Linked DNA regions of Mus musculus: all the other regions are linked to region 3. A link is a contact called in public HiChIP or PLAC-seq and promoter capture Hi-C data. All regions are on one chromosome and are shown on one strand. Each heading gives the region's core, a stretch centred on a gene start, on an enhancer-like site or on the middle of the called end of the contact. The rest is flanking DNA. Distances are from core to core; before and after follow the strand shown.

The links. Promoter capture Hi-C pulls out the DNA fragments that hold promoters and counts their contacts. HiChIP or PLAC-seq counts read pairs in DNA pulled down with a chosen protein or histone mark.
Region 1: a promoter capture Hi-C map of pre-B cells shows a contact between it and region 3. The contact joins the promoter of Nfkbil1 here to the promoter of Neu1 in region 3. A contact is called at or near these places in 15 of 39 promoter capture datasets (the 3T3-L1 cell line, the C10 cell line, the HPC-7 cell line and 9 more), 1 of 15 datasets of contacts at CTCF or cohesin (embryonic stem cells), 9 of 484 Hi-C or Micro-C datasets (B cells, CD8 T cells, cardiomyocytes and 2 more), 19 of 115 datasets of contacts at active chromatin or transcription factors (the SCID.adh cell line, T-cell acute lymphoblastic leukemia, bone marrow-derived dendritic cells and 9 more) and 3 of 9 other capture datasets (adipose tissue, embryonic stem cells and liver).
Region 2: a promoter capture Hi-C map of liver shows a contact between it and region 3, with 2.1 times the contacts expected there. The contact joins the promoter of Tnxb here to the promoter of Neu1 in region 3. A contact is called at or near these places in 5 of 39 promoter capture datasets (the SN4741 cell line, cranial neural crest, embryonic stem cells and 2 more), 3 of 484 Hi-C or Micro-C datasets (the G1E-ER4 cell line, cumulus cells and embryonic stem cells), 4 of 115 datasets of contacts at active chromatin or transcription factors (the HPC-7 cell line, embryonic stem cells, pancreatic cancer cells and 1 more) and 1 of 9 other capture datasets (adipose tissue).
Region 4: a contact with region 3 is called in an HNF4G HiChIP or PLAC-seq map of pancreatic cancer cells. The contact joins the promoter of H2-Q4 here to the promoter of Neu1 in region 3. A contact is called at or near these places in 2 of 115 datasets of contacts at active chromatin or transcription factors (microglia and pancreatic cancer cells).

What each region holds. Positions count from the first base shown.
Region 1 is chr17:35,234,390-35,237,089 of GRCm38.p6, reverse strand. Nfkbil1 (nuclear factor of kappa light polypeptide gene enhancer in B cells inhibitor like 1) reads left to right here and starts at 1,304. Exons shown (of 4, transcript NM_010909.5): 1 at 1,304-1,440; 2 at 1,859-2,138. The coding sequence starts at 1,384. It overlaps Atp6v1g2 (ATPase, H+ transporting, lysosomal V1 subunit G2), which reads right to left and starts at 494. Exons shown (of 3, transcript NM_023179.3): 1 at 245-494. The coding sequence starts at 326.
Region 2 is chr17:34,669,128-34,671,827 of GRCm38.p6, reverse strand. It overlaps Tnxb (tenascin XB), which reads right to left and starts at 1,293. Exons shown (of 33, transcript NM_031176.2): 1 at 924-1,293; 2 at 1-773. The coding sequence starts at 1,293.
Region 3 is chr17:34,929,994-34,932,793 of GRCm38.p6, reverse strand. Neu1 (neuraminidase 1) reads right to left here and starts at 1,541. Exons shown (of 6, transcript NM_010893.3): 1 at 1,247-1,541; 2 at 686-878; 3 at 1-228. The coding sequence starts at 1,387. It overlaps Slc44a4 (solute carrier family 44, member 4), which reads right to left. Exons shown (of 21, transcript NM_023557.3): 21 at 2,358-2,679. The coding sequence ends at 2,558.
Region 4 is chr17:35,378,267-35,380,966 of GRCm38.p6, reverse strand. It overlaps H2-Q4 (histocompatibility 2, Q region locus 4), which reads right to left and starts at 1,350. Exons shown (of 6, transcript NM_001143689.1): 1 at 1,260-1,350; 2 at 794-1,147; 3 at 331-606. The coding sequence starts at 1,323.

The DNA of each region.
Region 1 (2,700 bases), core at 55-2,554, 300 kb before region 3:
ACACACACACACACACAACCAGGTGCGTTAGTGGGATCAGTGCCCTCTAGAAAGTTATCCAGTTTCCTGTCAACCAACCAAATGCTAGACTGTAAAACCCACCCGTTTCTTCTACCCTAATAGCCTCAGTCCCCCATCTGTCCTCATTGTCCTTGGGCTTTTTTTTCCTAAGGACTCAAATGCCCGCTATCCCCTATTCCTAAATTCTCCTTCCATATTCCTAAGAGAGGAAAGGGGGGCTCACTCTTCCTGGCATCGGCCACCTTCTCCGCTGCCCGCTTCTCAGCCTGGAGGAGCTGCTGGATACCCTGGGTCTGACTGGCCATTTTTATCACTAGAGAGGATGCTGTTCCGAAGGCGACCGAGGTACCAGACGGCTCCCACCCTCCAGCGCCTACTCCTCCGGGCCCTTGATGCGGTCCTCCACTCCCACTGGGTCTTAGCGCTCCCGTTTTCACTCAGTCTCCTGCACCGGGTGGGTGTCTGTCATCCTCACACTGATGACTGGTCCTCCTCTCGAACCTCACTGAGGTAGTACCCGAAACGGCCGCCCGAGGGCAGCAGAGACCAGCCCTGTGCTGACTACTGCAGCAGGTGCAGGGCCTCTCCGTGTCACCAGGGTCCACAGAGATGGGTCTGGGGGAAGCGGAGGGCAGAGTGTTTGGGTGTGAGGAGATCTTGGTTGGTGGTCTCGAAGGAGACACAAAGGCGATGAGAATGGTGTGGGAAGGTAAGGATGCGCTTGGACACAGTACGCTGGGTTTCACTTACACTCCCAACTGTGTCTCCACGCCTCCCTCCGCCCTTACCCCCTCTTTTCAGCCTCCATCTTCTCTTCAGACTTTCCCCCCAAATCTGAACGTCTGCACACATCTCCCTGCTCTGTCCTACGTTTGCCTTGTTAGTGTCTAACCATGTGTTTTTCTTTTTTGATCTACCCATATACTTGGCCTCATTGTGGTTGTGTGGTGTGTGTGTGATTATGTGTGTGTGTGTGAGATTGTGTGTGTGTGTTTCGAGACAGGGATTCTCTCTGTAGTCCTGGCTGTCGCTGCAGCTCGCCCTATAGACCAGGCCTGCCTCTGCCTCTGCCTCCCTTCGAAAGCTCGCCTCTCATCTTCCGCTTGCAGGAGGACCCTATGTCGCAAATTGTCTTATTTCCCCTCCGGAGACCTAATCACAAGTCACCCAGTCCGAGCGTTCGGTACGATTTCCGGGATGGAACACACAGTTCATTTCCGCCCGAAACTTGCGCGTGTGCTTGCGCCATTTCCTGCATCCTGGCGCGCCTCCTCCCTCCCCACCTCCCTTCTCCGAGCGTCTTAAGCCCAGGCCTCCGGCCTCCGTCTCTGAGGGTCCTTGGGGGGGCGGGGAGCAGGTCTGATGAGTAACCCCTCCCCCCAGGCCCCAGAGGAAGAAGCCTCTACGTCTGTCTGTCGGGTACATTATATTCCATTTCTAGATCGCTCTTTGAATTTGTGACTTTTCTCCAGATTTGTGGCTAATGAAAATTGCCCCCATCTGGCCTTACTTGATTTTTGTTGTTGTTGTTGTTGTTTCCCTCCAAAGTTCAGAATTAACTTTTTTCTTGGGCTCTGGAACCTTAAAACAACTATGTATCATTTTCTCAAAAATTACATCAAAAATTAACTCTGTGATTCCCCCCTCCCCACCAGCCCCCAACTCCAACCCCATCCCCACCCTCCGCCCCAAACTTGCCATCTGCTAAGGGATGAGAGTTTAGAATAGGCCTTATCTCTTGCTGGAGATGCAAGGGGGAGGAAATAGGAGGTAAAGGGAGAAACGGGGAAGAGCGGAGCTGGGACCTCACCGCTGCCATTTCCCACTTCTTCCTCAGCCCCAGAGTTGTTCCATGGCCTCCGCTTCCCGCCGGCACCGCCGAGAGCGACGCTTCCGGCGGTACTTGTCTGCAGGACGGCTGGTGCGAGCCCAGGCTCTCCTCCAGCGACATCCCGGGCTTGATGTGGACGCTGGGCAGCCCCCGCCTCTCCACAGGGCCTGCGCCCGCCACGATGCCCCTGCCCTGTGCCTGCTGCTGCGTCTCGGCGCTGACCCTGCCCACCAGGACCGCCATGGCGACACGGCGCTGCACGCTGCTGCCCGCCAGGGCCCTGATGGTGAGTGGGTCCGTGGGAACTGGTCTTGAGAAGCTGGCCAGATCTGAACTGAAAGAATGCGTGGGAAATAAAGGCCTGGTGTGGTGGCGCAGGTCTTTTGACTCTGGGCAAGCAGAGGCAGGAGAATCTCTCTAAGTATGTAGCCTACACAGTGAGCTCCAAGACTACAGAGAGACCCTGTATCATACAACAAAATAGTTGGGAAATAAGTTAGTTCTTTGGTCCTTGGGAACTGTTGAAGATCCCTGGTTGGGATGTGGCCATATCTCTCTAGTAACAGAAAAGCTTATCCTAACATCGCCCAATCAACTAAGGGGTGTGTGCTAGCATGGTGTGATTGTTTGTTTGTTTGAAGATTTATTTATTTTATGTATATGAGTACACACTGTAGCAGTACGGATAGTTGTGAGTCTTCATCTGGTTGTTCGGAATTGAATTTTAGGGCAACCGCACTCTCTCCTGCCCATATTTATTATTATAAATAAGTACACTGTAGCTGACTTCAGACGTGCCAGAAGTGGGCGTCAGATCTCACGACAGATGGTTGTGAGCCACCATGTGG
Region 2 (2,700 bases), core at 44-2,543, 260 kb after region 3:
GTAGCCTGCGTCACAGATACATTCCCCGTCCTCGCAGCGGCCCCGGCCACGGCAGTCACGCGGGCACGTCCGCGTGCTACAGTCTTCGCCCGAGTACCCGGGCCAGCACACGCAGCGACCGTCCACGCAGCGCCCTCCGTCGCCACAGTCCCATGGGCAGGTCCTCATGCTGCAATCTTCGCCACTATAGCCGGGATCGCACACACAGCGGCCGTCCTCGCAGCGACCCCTCTGGCTGCAGCCCCTGGGACAGTTCCGCACCCCACAGTCCTCGCCAGAGTAGCCGGGGTTGCACACGCAGAGGCCGTTCTCGCAGCGGCCTCTTTGGCTGCATCCCCTGGGACAGCTCCGCACCCCACAGTCCTCACCGGAGTAGCCGGGGTCACACACGCAGCGTCCTTCCTCGCAGCGTCCTCTCTGGTTGCAGTTGCGAGGGCAAGAGCGCTGGCTGCAGTCAGGGCCTGAGAAGCCCGCGCGACACACGCACACGCCCTTCACGCAGCGCCCGCGCCCCTGACAATCTCCAGGGCAAGAGGGCCAGCTACAGCTGGGGCCACTGTAGCCGGGGAAGCACACGCAGCGTCCTCGGACGCAGCGTCCCTGGTCGTTGCAGTCTTCGGGACAGGACTTGGAGGGCGGCGATGAGGTGGGCGTCTTTGTGTCCGTAGGGTCTGAGCAGGTGGGTCCACCCCAGCCAGGCTCACAGGAACAGGCGCAGCGGCTCAGGTCAAAGACACCGTGGAGGCTGCAGAGGCTGCGCACGTCAGTCTGGCCTGGAGCAATAAGAAGTGAGACCCAGCCCGTGTAAGTGTCCTATGGACATCTTATTTTCAAAAGGTCATTTTAGCTCCTAGTTGCTTGGCGATTCTCCCATCCCCACCCTCTTTCCCCCCCCCTCCTCCCCCACCCCACCAGCGGCTCACCTGTGCCAGCTTGGGCCGCAGTGGGACAGCATCCTCCTGTGCAGTGCTCCTTAAGCCCTTTTACCAGCTCCTCCAGGATCTCCAGGCGGACCCTCAGGGCCTGCACCTCTGAAGCAGGCACCGGGGGCTCAGAGCCCGGGGGACAGCCGCAGCCGGCTGACGGGGGCAGGTTAATGCGATGGGTGAACACCACCTGCTTCTCTCCTCCTTCCACAGTATGCTCGTACAGCTGAGAAGAAGGACCACCGGGCTTGGGAGGGGGCCGTGGGGCCGGAAGTGTCACATTAGACCGAGGAGAGAATGGGCCTGCTCTGGCTAAGCCAAGCAACACCAGGATGGTCAGAATAGACGGGGTGCACTGAGCTGCCATGGTTCAGAAGGCTGGGGGGAGGGGGGGGAAAAACACCCGTGTGAGAACTGACTCAGTAAAGGTCAGTTCCCCTCATCTCCAGCACACATCAGCAGAACACCTACTGGCAACAAACTCAGCTCACACATGGATGAAAATCCAAAGCTGAAGAAGGGCCTCTCTGGGCAGATCTGGTCTGTCTCTTTCTGATGTCGTCTGCTCACTGTCTTCCCTCCTTCACCGTGTTCCTCTCACCGATACTATGCTCCAAACCCATCTTCTGTTTGCTCTGCAAAGACTACCCTAAGGCCTCTGTGCTTTGCCCCCTCTGTCTAGAATGCTCTTTTTGACGCCTACAAGCTGACATCTTAACAGTTCTGCCCTTACTCAGGCCATCCTCATGTCGGGCAGAGCCGCTTGTCCCCACCCTCCCAATCACAGAGGCCCGCCCACGCTCCACATAGCACTCAGCATCCCATGAGAACAGGTACCTCGCCTGACCCCACTCTGCTGCATGTGCTTAGCATGAAAAGTTGCTGGATAAGGTTGGTGCCAACACGTCTGTGCCAAGGGAGTCTGGCCGATGAGTACAGAGGCCATGGCCTTCCCCAAACACCTGGACCAGCTCCCCAGTGCCCAGTGCACAGCCTGACAGACTCCTGTAGGGGTGAGAGTGAGTCCATCCCACTCCTTTCTCTACCCTTCCCCCTCCCCCCTCCTCTTCCTCTTCTCCTCTTCCTCTTCCTCCCCTCCTCCTCATTCTCTTCCTCTTCTTCTCCTCCTTCTCTTCCTCTTCCTCCTCCTCCCCTCCACCTTCTTTTCACCTCCTTCCTCCTCTTCCTCCTCCTCTTCTTCCTCCTCCTCTTCTTCCTCCTCTTCTCCCTTCTCCTCTTCTTCCTCTTCTCCCTCCTCCTCTTCTTCCTTCTCCTCTTCTTCCTCTCTCTCTTCCTCCTTCTCCTTCTCTTTCTTTAATGCAGGTCTCCTGTAGCTCAGGCTAGCTTCACATCCACTATGCAGCCCAGGATGGCCTTGAACTTTTGATCATCCTGTCTCTACCTCCGCAAAGCCAAGATGACCAGCAGACACCACTATGCTCAGCCAACAATCACTTTTTTGTTTGTTTGGTTGGTTGGTTAGTTGGTTGGTTAGTTTTTTGTTTCTCTGTGTAGTGCTGACTGTCCTGGAACTTTCTTTGTAGACCCGGCCTGCCTCAAACTCAAAGATCTACCTGCCTCTGCCTCCTGAGTGCTGGGGTCAAAGGTATGCACCACCACACCCATCTTGCCTTTTAATTTTTAAAAAATTCTTCTCTCATACATTTCATCTCACCCACAGCCTCCCTTCCCTCCACCCCTCCCAGTCCTTCCCGCCTCCCCTCTCCCCCAGATCCACTCCTCCATTTCCCTTCAGAAAAGAGCAGACATTCCA
Region 3 (2,800 bases), core at 292-2,791:
CTGTGCCAATATCCACAGAGAGATTCCGGGGTGGGCTCCAGGAAATGCCGTCGTCCTTACTCCAAACCAACATGGTAGAGGCCACCTGGCAGTTGACCTTGTGAGCACAGAGGGTATAGATAAGGAACACTATCCCTGTGTCTACATCGTTCACCACAGCGCCCAGGTTCAGGCCATCGGAGGCCTCCCCATCGTCTACGATGAAGGCTGTAGAGGACCACGTGCTACCTAGAAGAAGAAGAAAAAAAAAAGAGCAGAGAGAAAATTGTACGGGTTGTTGTTTACTTCCTGCCTCTCCCCGGGGACCTCAATGTGGCACCAGAACCATGTTTCTTCTTTCTCTGACATTATTTCCTGCTAATTCCCCTGAGACATAATTCTCATTTTCAGTACCTTGGTTCTTAGTTACAGAAACTATGGACAAAATTCATCCTCTGGTTTCCCTAACTCATTAGGGACTCAAGCCCCAAAGTTCTATCTCTGGGCTGAAGTCATCCTCTGCCCTGGCCTCGGATGCCAGGAGCAGGAAGATCGCTGTGAGCCCCTGACCCCAACCAGCCCAGCAGCTCAGTGGTCCCCGGGGTCTGCTCGGCTCTGCTCCATTGATGAAGGGAACCCCCAACTCCCTACCCCGATCACCCATACAACCCAGCACCCGCTCTTTCCACCCGGGAGCCTTTGTTACCCTGGTCCGTGGACCTCCTCATGGCGATGAACTTGGCCCCCTCATCGGATGCAGATTTTTTCCTGGCCTCAGCGAAGGCCAGGAGCGTGCCCCGAGGGGTGGCTGTGATGAGCGGGATGCGGAAAGTGTCTACAGAGCCGATCTGCTTCCCGCTCACCCACAGCAGCTGCTCCATGGTCACCAGCGGCTGCACCTGCGCAGAAGGACACCTCAATGCAGACAAGCTTCACGAGGTTTAAGGTACCTAAGACCGATAGGTACTGGCTCCAGCCAGGGTTCCCATGAGAGAGGGTAATGGGGAGCCTGAGTAGGGGTGAAGGGTGTCCTAGAACAAGAGGTGGGAGCCCAGAGGATAGTATGGGCCGAACCTGGAGGCTCCTGAGCAAGGAGAGGCTGCGAGGGGAGAAGGAACCTTCAGGGATGAGGGGCAGGACCCCATAACAGTTGAGCCAGGGGCCCAAGGAAGCAAAGGTGTTGGGAGGGGATGGAGGGGCAGGAGTGTCACGCGGAGGGATGGCCGAGCTGGGCAGTGGCCACCTCTGCAGGTGCAGCAAGGCTCACCAGGCTGAAGTCATCCTCTGCCCTGGCCTCGGATTCCGCCGCGGACACCAGGAGCAGGAAGATCGCTGCGAGCCCCTGACCCCGACGGCCCGCCCAATAGCTCAGCGGTCCCCGGGGTCTGGTCGGGTCTGCCCCCACCATAGCTCCCGGCGATCCCTGTCCAGGAACTGGTCACCGGTGGCAAGCCGTCAGCTGACCTCGGCCCTTTAAAAGCGCGCACGTCACTCCGACCCCTCCCCTTGGGGGCCGCAGCCCGCGCTGCCGCGACTCCAATTAGTCCATCAGCATGTGACCCAGAGGCGGCCCCAGTCTGTGTGAGCCTTTTGACTGGCTCTAACGCCAGAACGTGACGAAAGGGGCGGGGCGTGTTTTAAAGCAACCGGCGGCTATGAAAGGCACTGACCCCTTGTGGAAGAGACAGGTTAGGGATGGCATATGACTCAGTTGGTAGAGTACCTTCCTAGTTTGTATGAGTCCCTAGGGTTGGGAAGCCCCACTCCTAGCTGAGGAGATCTTGGCAGTTGATGGCTGCTAGGGGAGAGAAAGGCACTTTTCTTTAGGAGTGTGCCCATGGTACCCCACGTCCCAGTGGATGACCCCAATGCCCTTAAGCACATGACTAACACTGATTAGAATCACTAGGTTAAAAATAATAAGCAGCTGGGCGTGGTGGCGCACGCCTTTAATCCCAGCACTTGGGAGGCAGAGGTAGAGGCAGGCAAATTTCTGAGTTCGAGGCCAGCCTGGGCTACACAGAGAAACCCTGTCTTGAAAAGCTAAAAAAAAAAAAAAAAAAAAAAAGCGACGAATGAATGAAAAAAGAGCCACCCTCCTTCCTGAGTTCTAAGCCAGCCTGGTCTACAGAGTGAGTTCTAGGATAGCCAGGGCTACACAGAAAAATTCTGTCTCTAAACAGACACAGATAACTTGGAAATTCCAGTGCTCCTGCCTGTACCTCCCAAGTACCGATTACAGGCATGTGTCCCAGCCCTGCTTATGCTATAGACAGAATCCGGGGACCCTTCCATGCTAGGCAAACTCTACCAGCTGAGTTACACCCCAGTCTCCTGGCCTCAGTCACCGAACAAGTTTTTCTTACTGGGTATTGAATCGTGTGATAGCAATTTGGATTTTAATTAAAAAAAAAAAAAAAGGAAGCAAGTTTTCACTGAAAATAAAGCCATAAACTTATCAAGAATATAAAATATTAGTCTTTAATAAAATCTGTTTTCTACAAAATCGTGATTCTCAAGGCATTGACGGCAGGGCTTCTGTACAGGAGGGCTGCATTTCCAGGTCACGATGAGTCTCTCACTTCTTCCTGGTCTTTCCCCCTGTAGGTGCCTCATTCTTCTTGCCCAGAATCTTCAGGAGTGCCTTGGGCATGTAGTAAGGCCGCTCCTGGGAACCATCATTTCTCTCCAGGTCCTCGACTGAGAGGCAAAGTAGATCCGTCAGGGTGGATCCTGATAATGGCACCCCACTGTACCCCAAAATAATCTGGGGTGTATAAACCAAACATCCTGGTTTCCTGTCCGGGCCACTTCAGGCAGT
Region 4 (2,700 bases), core at 101-2,600, 450 kb before region 3:
CAGGACAGGAGTCAGTGTCTACAGACAGTGGGCTGAGAACCCGGCCTGGGAGAGGCCATGGCTGACAGAGGCTACAGGGGAACTGAAGGGAGCAGCTGTTGTTACCTCAGGGAAATTCTCTCCTTCCCTCCTGAGACAGCCTGGGCACTGTCCAGGGAGAAGGCTGAGCCCTGGGAGAGTCAGTGCAGTCACTGTGATGAGGGATCAGGAGACCCAGGGTCACTCTCTCCCCTCTGAGACAGGGGCATCACCCCAGCTGAGGGTTTCTTCTTCCCCAGGACTGAGCCCCAGCCCGAGGGCAGAGGGAGGAGCTGCCCGCGGCCCCTGCACCTGTGCGCAGCAGCGTCTCCTTCCCGAGCTCCAGGTATCTGCGGAGGGACTGCACGCACGCGCCCTCCAGGTAGGCCTTGCTTTTCTCTGTAGCACCAGCCTGCTCCCACTTGCGTCGGGTGATCTGTGCCGCCATGTCCGCCGCCGTCCACGTTTTCAGGTCTTCGTTCAGGGCGATGTAATCGCGGCCGTCGTAGGCGAACTGCTGGTACCCGCGGAGGAGGCGCCCGTCGGACCCCACTTCACAGCCAGAGATCACCTGAATAGTGTGAGAGCCTGCGGGACCCCGCGGTCAGCCCCGCCCACACGCCCCGGCCCCGCCCACCCGCGGACTCCTCCAAACTGAAAGGGAAACCAGTCCCGCGTCCGTTCTGCTCAGAACCTCGAACTTGGGGCCCGGGACGTCTCGGGCCCCTGTTTTGGGACGTGGAGGGGTCGTGACCTCCGATCCGGGGTCACTCACCGCCCGCGCTCTGGTTGTAGTAGCTGAGCAGGGTCCTCAGGTTCACTCGGAAAATCTGCTCATTGCCCTTGGCTTTCTGTGTTTCCCGCTCCCAATACTCCGGCCCCTCCTGCTCCATCCACGGTGCCCGCGGCTCATATCTCGGATTCTCCGCGTCGCTGTCGAAGCGCACGAACTCCGTGTTGTCCACGTAACCGACAGAGATGAACCGGGGCTCCCCAAGGCCCGGCCGGGACACGGAGGTGTAGAAATAACTCAGCAAGTGTGGGCCTGGAGGCAGGGCGCGGTGAGACCCCGAACTCCTTCCGGGACCCCCGGCGGGTGAGCGGGCCGGGAGGGGAGCAGGGCGCGGGGCTAGGGTGGAGAAGGGGCGGAGGGTCAGGTGGGCGACGCCGGGACGCGGCTTCCCCCGTGCCGCCCCCTCCCCTTTCCTCAGAGGCCATTTCCCTCCGGACCCGGTACTCACCCGCGCGGATCTCGATCAGGGTCTGGGCGACTGCCACCAGCAGAAGCAGCATTGTTGACGCCATTGCTCCCCTCTGGGATTCTGGGCATCTGACTCTGGCGGGCTGTGTGGACTTTATAACCTGCTCCCGCGGCGACGATGATTGGTTCCCGGTGATCACGTCACCCAATGGGGGTGAGAACTGCCAGTAAGTCATCAGTGTCCGGGCAGAAGGACCTGACCCAAGTTAGGAGCAGAAGTGAAACTGGGGAGATGGGAAATCCCCACCCCTGATCTCACTGCCTGGAGACTAAGACTTTGCCTGAACCCTGTGCTGTGGACAGAGAGCTGTTTGTCTTGGTGTCTCCGAGTTCTGACCCAGAAGCTGTCAGGACACCAGGAGAGAAGAGACCTGCAGGCCAGACTCTCTGTATCTTCCCTCCACCCTTCCTCTTCCTTCTTCTCTTCAGAAGTCAGACCCTGGAGCCTTCCAGAAGAAAAGCCACTTCCAGGAATACAATGGCAACACAAGCGCTTGGGGATGCAGTGGAGAGAGGCTTCTCCTTAAAGCAGAGGCGCTGGCCTGCAAGCCCCATTAGAACACCACAGAGACCAGGCTCTGTTCACCTGCAGTGGGCGGCTCACACTGCCAAGCCTGAGTGCAGGACTCTCTTCTATAAAGAGGATACTTCGTCTTTTCCCTCAGGATCTGTCTTCTCAGCCCTGTGCTGGGACACAGATTCCTTGTGTCACTTCCTAGATGAAGTCTGTGGCTGCAGGTTTTTTGTTTGTTTCTTTTTTGTTTTTTTAAAAACAAAGATCTTCCTTCTGAGTTTGTCTCTGTGGACCTGGGACATTGTCTCAGCACAGGAGACCCCCTTGTCCACTGAAGAGAGACCCCTGTGCAGACCACAGACAGCAGGGCACTGATCCCTGTCTCCACTTCACTTCTCTGTGACTGTACTTCCATGGTGCAGTTGCTTTAGTGACTCAATAACAGTAGGAGAGGAACTGTCACCAACTATAACACAGAATAATGATGATAGTACGGTAGAAGCTATGTAATTTCTGACCCTCTCCCTCCCTCCCTGACCTTCACTCACACTTTTGAACTGATGAGGTGAGGGACATGAATGTCACAGCTGTGTGGGACACTGGTTCTGATAACCGAGTTGGCCCCAGAGTTTCTCAGGCCTGTGCAGTGTGGACACTGGAAGAAAGATGATTCTCATGCCAGAGAGCACACACTGGTGATGTGAGGTTTCATCCCTGATCAGTAGTGTGGGGGAAGATTAATTTTACCCATTTCATGATTCTGTGGATCTTTTCAAACCATAGCCACAGAAGTGAAGTGGAAAGAAGAGCAGAGTTGGGTGGGGACTCCTGAAGAGAGTCACTCATCACACAGAGCAACAAATGTGTGTGACCACCGGTGTGAACTCCAGTCACCTCCCCATGCAGA